Regions from separate parts of the Zea mays genome. Here region 1 is linked to region 2. A link is a contact called in public Hi-C data. All regions are on one chromosome and are shown on one strand. Each heading gives the region's core, a stretch centred on a gene start, on an enhancer-like site or on the middle of the called end of the contact. The rest is flanking DNA. Distances are from core to core; before and after follow the strand shown.

Evidence for each region. Hi-C and Micro-C count contacts between places; a contact is called where the count stands out from the background.
Region 1: a contact with region 2 is called in a Hi-C map of leaf, with 6 times the contacts expected there. The contact joins the promoter of LOC100285244 here to the promoter of LOC100275046 in region 2. A contact is called at or near these places in 2 of 25 Hi-C or Micro-C datasets (leaf and tassel).

What each region holds. Positions count from the first base shown.
Region 1 is chr2:4,136,829-4,139,972 of Zm-B73-REFERENCE-NAM-5.0, forward strand. LOC100285244 (protein kinase-like) reads left to right here and starts at 1,881. Exons shown (of 6, transcript NM_001413657.1): 1 at 1,881-2,159; 2 at 2,341-2,502; 3 at 2,632-3,144. The coding sequence starts at 2,492.
Region 2 is chr2:4,388,794-4,391,876 of Zm-B73-REFERENCE-NAM-5.0, forward strand. It overlaps LOC100275046, which reads left to right and starts at 1,544. Exons shown (of 2, transcript NM_001159434.2): 1 at 1,544-1,745. The coding sequence starts at 1,655. LOC103645817 (ribulose bisphosphate carboxylase/oxygenase activase 2, chloroplastic) reads left to right here. Exons shown (of 12, transcript NM_001364552.1): 11 at 114-206; 12 at 443-744. The coding sequence ends at 547.

The sequences.
Region 1 (3,144 bases), core at 631-3,130, 250 kb before region 2:
AAAGTATGTATCCCATAAATGTAAATATGTAATAAACTAAGACTAAGAGCCTGTTTGGAACTACCCAGTTTTTAAGAAACTGGTTTATAGAAATTGAGGTGGTTTCAAATATGTCAGTTCATGCTTCAGTTTGTAGAAATTGGATTTTCAGTTTCTTAAAACCAAGAAGCTGACCTTTTCTAGCTAAAAAATAAAACTGATTTTTTTAAAAAAATTGGATTGTTCTAAACAGGACCTAAGTTTTTTATAGAGCTAGACATGCTATTAGAGAAGGCAACGACTAATATACAAGCACATACTAGGTGCAAGCGTCCAAACAGACTTTTTTGTCCATTAGATTTAAATTCAATGGCAGATAAAATTATGGTTTGTTAGGGTTTTTTTTATAAAGCTACAATAGATGATGGTGGAAGGGTTTAAGTGCTAAATATGACATACCGTTGGATTTAGATCAAACAGAGTAAAATATCTAATCGCATGCTTACATCTAGTATCTGCTTGCATATTAGACGTTGTCGTTAGGAAATGCACATGCAATGATAATAAGGCGTCACTCAGCAAGATCTCGTAATAAGGCATCACTCAGCAAGATCTCGGGCATCCGCAAGAGGATTTCAGTGGGTGAACATGCTACTCAAGCGGTTCGGTCTACTATTATAATGTTTTTTTATTTATCTTTGTATATTGATCATCATAGCGAATCAGTATACACTCATTGCTTTGTGTTTACAGATCATTCGTCTCATGTGCAGAAATAATATTGAACTGATGTTTATTCACTCGAGGATAAATAACTTCTTCGGTATCAAAATATTAGTCGTCTTAGCCTTTGAATATCATGTCTATAGTCAAATAAATGGCATTGAATCTAGACATATATAAAACATATATATTAAGTATTGTATGAATTTATTAAAATGTTAAAACGACTAGTATTTTAAAATGGAGACAACAAGTGCAATACACCGGGTAACACAATGCTCTCTTTTCTCATTTTTTCCACCAAGTTTTTTTTGGAGCTTTGATGATGGATAAGTAGTTGCGGTATTCGCCATGGGGAGTTTGAGAAACCATAAGGGCAAGTTTAGAAGCAATGGAAGAAAAACCCTGGAAGGGAAAACCTACCACAAATAATTAAATGACTTATTCAAATGTCAGCCATGGCATTCCTCTAGCTGTGAAAAGACACAGATTCGAGAGAGATTTGAATTTCCAAACTAGCTCTAAGACTGTCTCCAACAGGTAGTGTAAAATAGGAGACAAGAGACTGTAAATGACATTGTTTGTAAAGTGAAGTTTGAAATATTGGATGAGATAAAGGATCTGCTGAAGATAACATAAAGGGATTTTATGGGTTAATACTGAAACTACCCCTGAGGGTATTATAATCTATATAAAAGCAACTATACTCCATCATAATAAAGATACGAGAAATAGTTCCCTATCTGTGTGGTGTGTTTCTCTATGTGCTTGGTTACTCATTTTGAGAGAGTTGGAAGTCCAAATCAATGATCTATGATGAGTATGTTATTCATCAAGACTATGCCACTCGCTCTATCCATAAACTTCATCTTTTTATTGTCTTCTGATGTCTACCACGATGATACGTAATAAATATAAATGGACTATCTGTATAAAATAATTCTAGTAGAGATGGTGCTTTGCTTTGGCGCGTGGATTAGCTTTTTTTCCGTGCGAGATAAGACTGGGATGGGCCGATATGGGCCCATTTATGGTCCACTTCGGGCGCTGCATGGAACGCGGCCAATTGGTGCCCGCTCACTCGAACGGTCGACACGCGGCGATATGACTGATTGGTTCTCGGCCGCGAACGGCCCACGCGAAGTGCATAAGCACAGGGCTGGCCCGGCCCGCGCTAGACCTCAAGTCCTCAAGGCAGGCGCATAGTTCTGTTTCAACCTCACAGCGTCGTGACGTCGTCCTCTGCTTCGCAAGCGCCCGAGCCGCGCGCCGCCGAACCCGCCGCCTCCTCCAGCCTCCGGGCACATCGGAGCACGCCAGCCAATCGCACCCCGACACGGCGGCACCGGAGGAACCCCTCCTTCTTGGTCGTAGCCTCCGTGGCCTCCCTCCCCTCACCCCTTCCGGTGTTGGATTGAGGGTGGAGCGGAGATCCGCCACGGCTTGATTGATCCCTGGTTAGTAAGGAACCCTAGCTTGCTTGGGTGGATTCTTCTGAGCGCGAATTCGATCCGGCGATGTGTTTTAAATGCTCTTTCCATTCTAATCAAAATATTACATTGCCAGCATCAGTTAGTAGGGGATTTTTCTGCTGCTAGTTCAGCGCTTATCTAATCCATATATCATTTGCCTGATCAGGCTCGTCCTCCTACGCAGGATCGATACACCATATAATTTGGGATTCTAAGGTCCCGGTGCAGCTTCTTCTCGCAGAAGTTTACGCCCTATGCCCCTCGCTAAGCCCACCCCTGTGATTCCGCCGTGACGCGTCATCCACGGGAGAAACGCCATGATGTCGAGGTCAGATTATTCGGCTCTTATTATCCTAATATAGAGTTTTGACGTTCTATATTTCTATGCTAGTTAGTGTGATGCCCTGGTGCAGTTTGCCCAATGCTGAAGTGTAAATTGCCCTCCTGTGACTCCCAGGTTTGCCCACTTGGGGAAGAGCAGAAAACTTGCTGAAACCCTTTTGGTTGCCTCAAAGCCCAATACTGCTGGTGGCCAAAACATTGCTTCAAGCTTTGCATTCGGCTTGGGTTATTCCAGCAGGGCCTTTTTGCACGGGAAGGTTCATAATGGTCCAAACACCTCCTACATGCTGGGAAGAGCAAATGATAGCTTACATTGGAGCACTGGTGTGAGGAAATTCTCAATTCTTTCATCTTGTAGCCAGAATGCATTTCAGAGTCAGCTTGCTTGGAAGCGACTTGTAGCACTGGGTTCTCGTGCACCAAAAGCATCTCCAATTTTTAGTAAGGTTGCTTGTGCCATTGGCTTGGCTGTGAGTAGGTCTAATATAGCCCCTTACCTTGTCGCTTTTATTGCGGGAGAGGTAATGCTAGCTCAGAAGACATCTGCAGATGGAGAATACTACCCAATACGTGAGAGAGCTCAGGATGGCCGTATTTACGTTACCTCTCTAATATATTCGGCAGTAGA
Region 2 (3,083 bases), core at 294-2,793:
GTATTTAGTATGGAAAGGGAGGGGGTGCTTTTTTGCCCACTGCAACTTCCAAAAATGCCGTTCATATTCAGAGATAGCCTACGTCACATATCACCGTTTCCCTTGCACTGCAGTGGGTCGAAGAAATCGGTGGGCATGAACAGCTAAATGAGAAGCTTCTTAAGCGAAAGAAAGGCGAGGAGCTTCCAACGTTTATACCCCCAAAGGTATTCGATACTAAAGCAACACAGTCGTCGGTCTCTGCATATAGACTAGCCGCCTACTACCTCCAGTGAGGACAGCAAGACGTTCAGACAGACATTCAGGAAACAAGCTGGCCAGCAGCATGTCTCGCGTCTGAATCGGTCGTGCTCTTCTGACTGGAGGGAGTAGATGAGTTGCACAGATTAGACTGCTGCTAATTCCTTCGCCCGTCTTGATGTCATGTTTCTCCCTCGACCAGCCAACACTGGAAGCATTGATTGAGTCAGGGTACTCGCTGGTGAAGGAGCAGGAACTAATAATGAGCTCCAAGCTTTCAAAAGAGTATATGAAGAACTTAGAATAGTTTGATACACGAGAAGGGGTAACTTCTTGTTTTCAGTTTATTTGGAGCAATAATACACCATCCAATTTGTTCCAACATCCAACCACCGGAGTCGAATCGATGCTTCGATTGTCCCAGAAATCGTGGTGGGTTCAGATATGAACTGCTGAAAGGAACGCATATCGTCATTGTCCTTAATTACTCTCATCGTGCATTGCCAAAAAGTCTTTGGGTTGACTCGAAAGACTTGTGAGCTGTGCCACGGAGTGGCCCATGTATGTATGTATGTGGAGCGAGCGGAAGCGTCCAAAGAGCCTCATCAGTCCTCCTTCTGACACACAGTTTATACCTGCAAGATCGCTGATTATTTCTCGACATGCCATGCTGCCACGGCCTTGCGCTTGTGCAGGTTCACATCGCGATAGTCAATAGTACTGGAACAAGAAATCTGCAGAAATCCTATACCTGACTTAATTTGTTGCCACATCTGGGCCGGGGATGCGTGATCTAGGGGATTCTCAGCTCTCCTTGGCAATGGCATGAAAGGATCTGGTGGTACACTACCCTTTCATCTATTCGACCCAGATCAGACGTACTACACATGGAAACTAAACTAGTACTAGTAAATAATCTGGTGAGAAGAGAAGGTGATATGCGTGAGAGAGACCTTGATACCAGTTAATAAAGCTTTGCTTCGCTTTGCTTTGCTTGTGGGAAACCAATCCAACAGATACACGACGGCTAGCTAGTTTATCCTCCACGCGGGATTGCTTGCTTAATTAGCTTTTTTGATGATTTATTTGCGTGGCAGAGACGGTGAGCATGCATGCATGGCCGAGGGAGGGGGGAGCGTATTAGGAATGGGCGCCTGGCGCAGGGCCCGAGGCAACGTGTAGGGTATCCAACAGGGGTTAGGTGGCACTGGCAGCAGGCGGCGGCGGCGTCTCCTCCCCCTTTCTTCCTTCCTTTCTTTGTTGTACTACTACTACTTAAGCTCGCCGCTTCTGTTCACAGTCCATGTGATTGATTCTCTCCTGCTCCTTCTTTCTTCCATCTCTCCTGTCTCTCTTCTCTCTCTCTCTCTGTCTGTCTGTCTGGCAAAGGGCACTGACGGCCGCGGCGGTGTCGATGGAGTGGTGGCAGAAGGCGGTGGTGGTGCCGGTGAAGCGCGCGTGGATCGCCGCCGCCGCCCGGCTGACGACGCGACATAAGAAAGAAGGTAATATATCATGATCGCCGCCGCTGTTTGTACTATTATCCGTCCATTCCTCACTCACTCATTCATTCATCAAAACACCAGCATCCAAATAATTAAAGCTGCTGCTTCTTCTTGTTGTTCTTGTGTGTGTGAAACTGTGAATGTTGTAGTCTCTCCAACTGCATGCCTGCCTGCCTGCCTGCCTTGATTGGTTTATACTGATCGATTTCTTTTGTCTGCATGGCGAACAGTCAGTCATCAGTCCGTGATCCTGAACAATTCCTCACAATATGAATATATGTATAGATCCCGTCCGATCGGTCTCTAGCCTCGTTTTAGATTAGAGCCGCTGAACGCATCGTTTCAGTACTTAATCTAGACTAACCTTGTTGCAATCAATGTGTAAATGAAAACATTGTGATCGGTTATCTGTTCAGTTCTAGCCAGGTCGCCACCAAGCTAGTTTGCTTCTTCTCTGGCCGTCGTCAGACCAAACACGTGTCGCGCGTGCGGTTTGTATTGTATTAGCGGGGTGACGAGCTGACGGCGATCATCATGCGCGCGCGCACCGCACTCACATGCATGCACATCGATGAGTCATGCGTGGCCGTGTCGTTTTGCTCCCGTGCAAGAGGACAAAGCAGCGCGAGCTCTCATGGCGTGAGCAGCGGTCAGTGTGGCTTGGACACCGCACAACGCATGCATGGAAGTTTGCAGCTTTGCTTTTTTTTTCTTCTTGTTTCCGCGTGCACCAAGTAGGAGGAGTACAGAGTACTCCGTACGTACTACTATTGCAGTAGTAGGATAGGATGTTTTTTTGTTTCGATCGTGCGGCACGTGGCTGGATGTGAGGTGCATGCGGTTGCGGTGTCTCCAACTCGGCTGGTCTGTCGGCGAGTGCGTGCGTGCAGGATGCATGCATGTTTTAATTGTTTGTACCCTTGCTAGAGTCAAACTTTGAGGGAGTTTTTACTTGTATTTTATTACACGCACGCAAGCCGCATGCACACACAGCTATATCCATATATACATACACCTACTATTATCATTTACGTATTATAGAAATTACTATACGCGCATACACACACATCTATATATCCAATGGAAATAATGATACTTTAAATGAGATGTACTCCGGAAAGACTATTCATTGAAAATATTGTTTTTAATTATAACATGGTTTTTAGAATTATTAGACATAGAAACTATACGTCGCATGGTAAGGACATGTTTGGTTTGATCTCAATCCATATGGATACCTGGGATTGAGTAGGTTTAAATCTTGAGTAAGGCAAAAAAAATCTTTTTTATTTTTTTCTAATCTTATTCAAACTATATGGTACAAGAATAACCGAACAA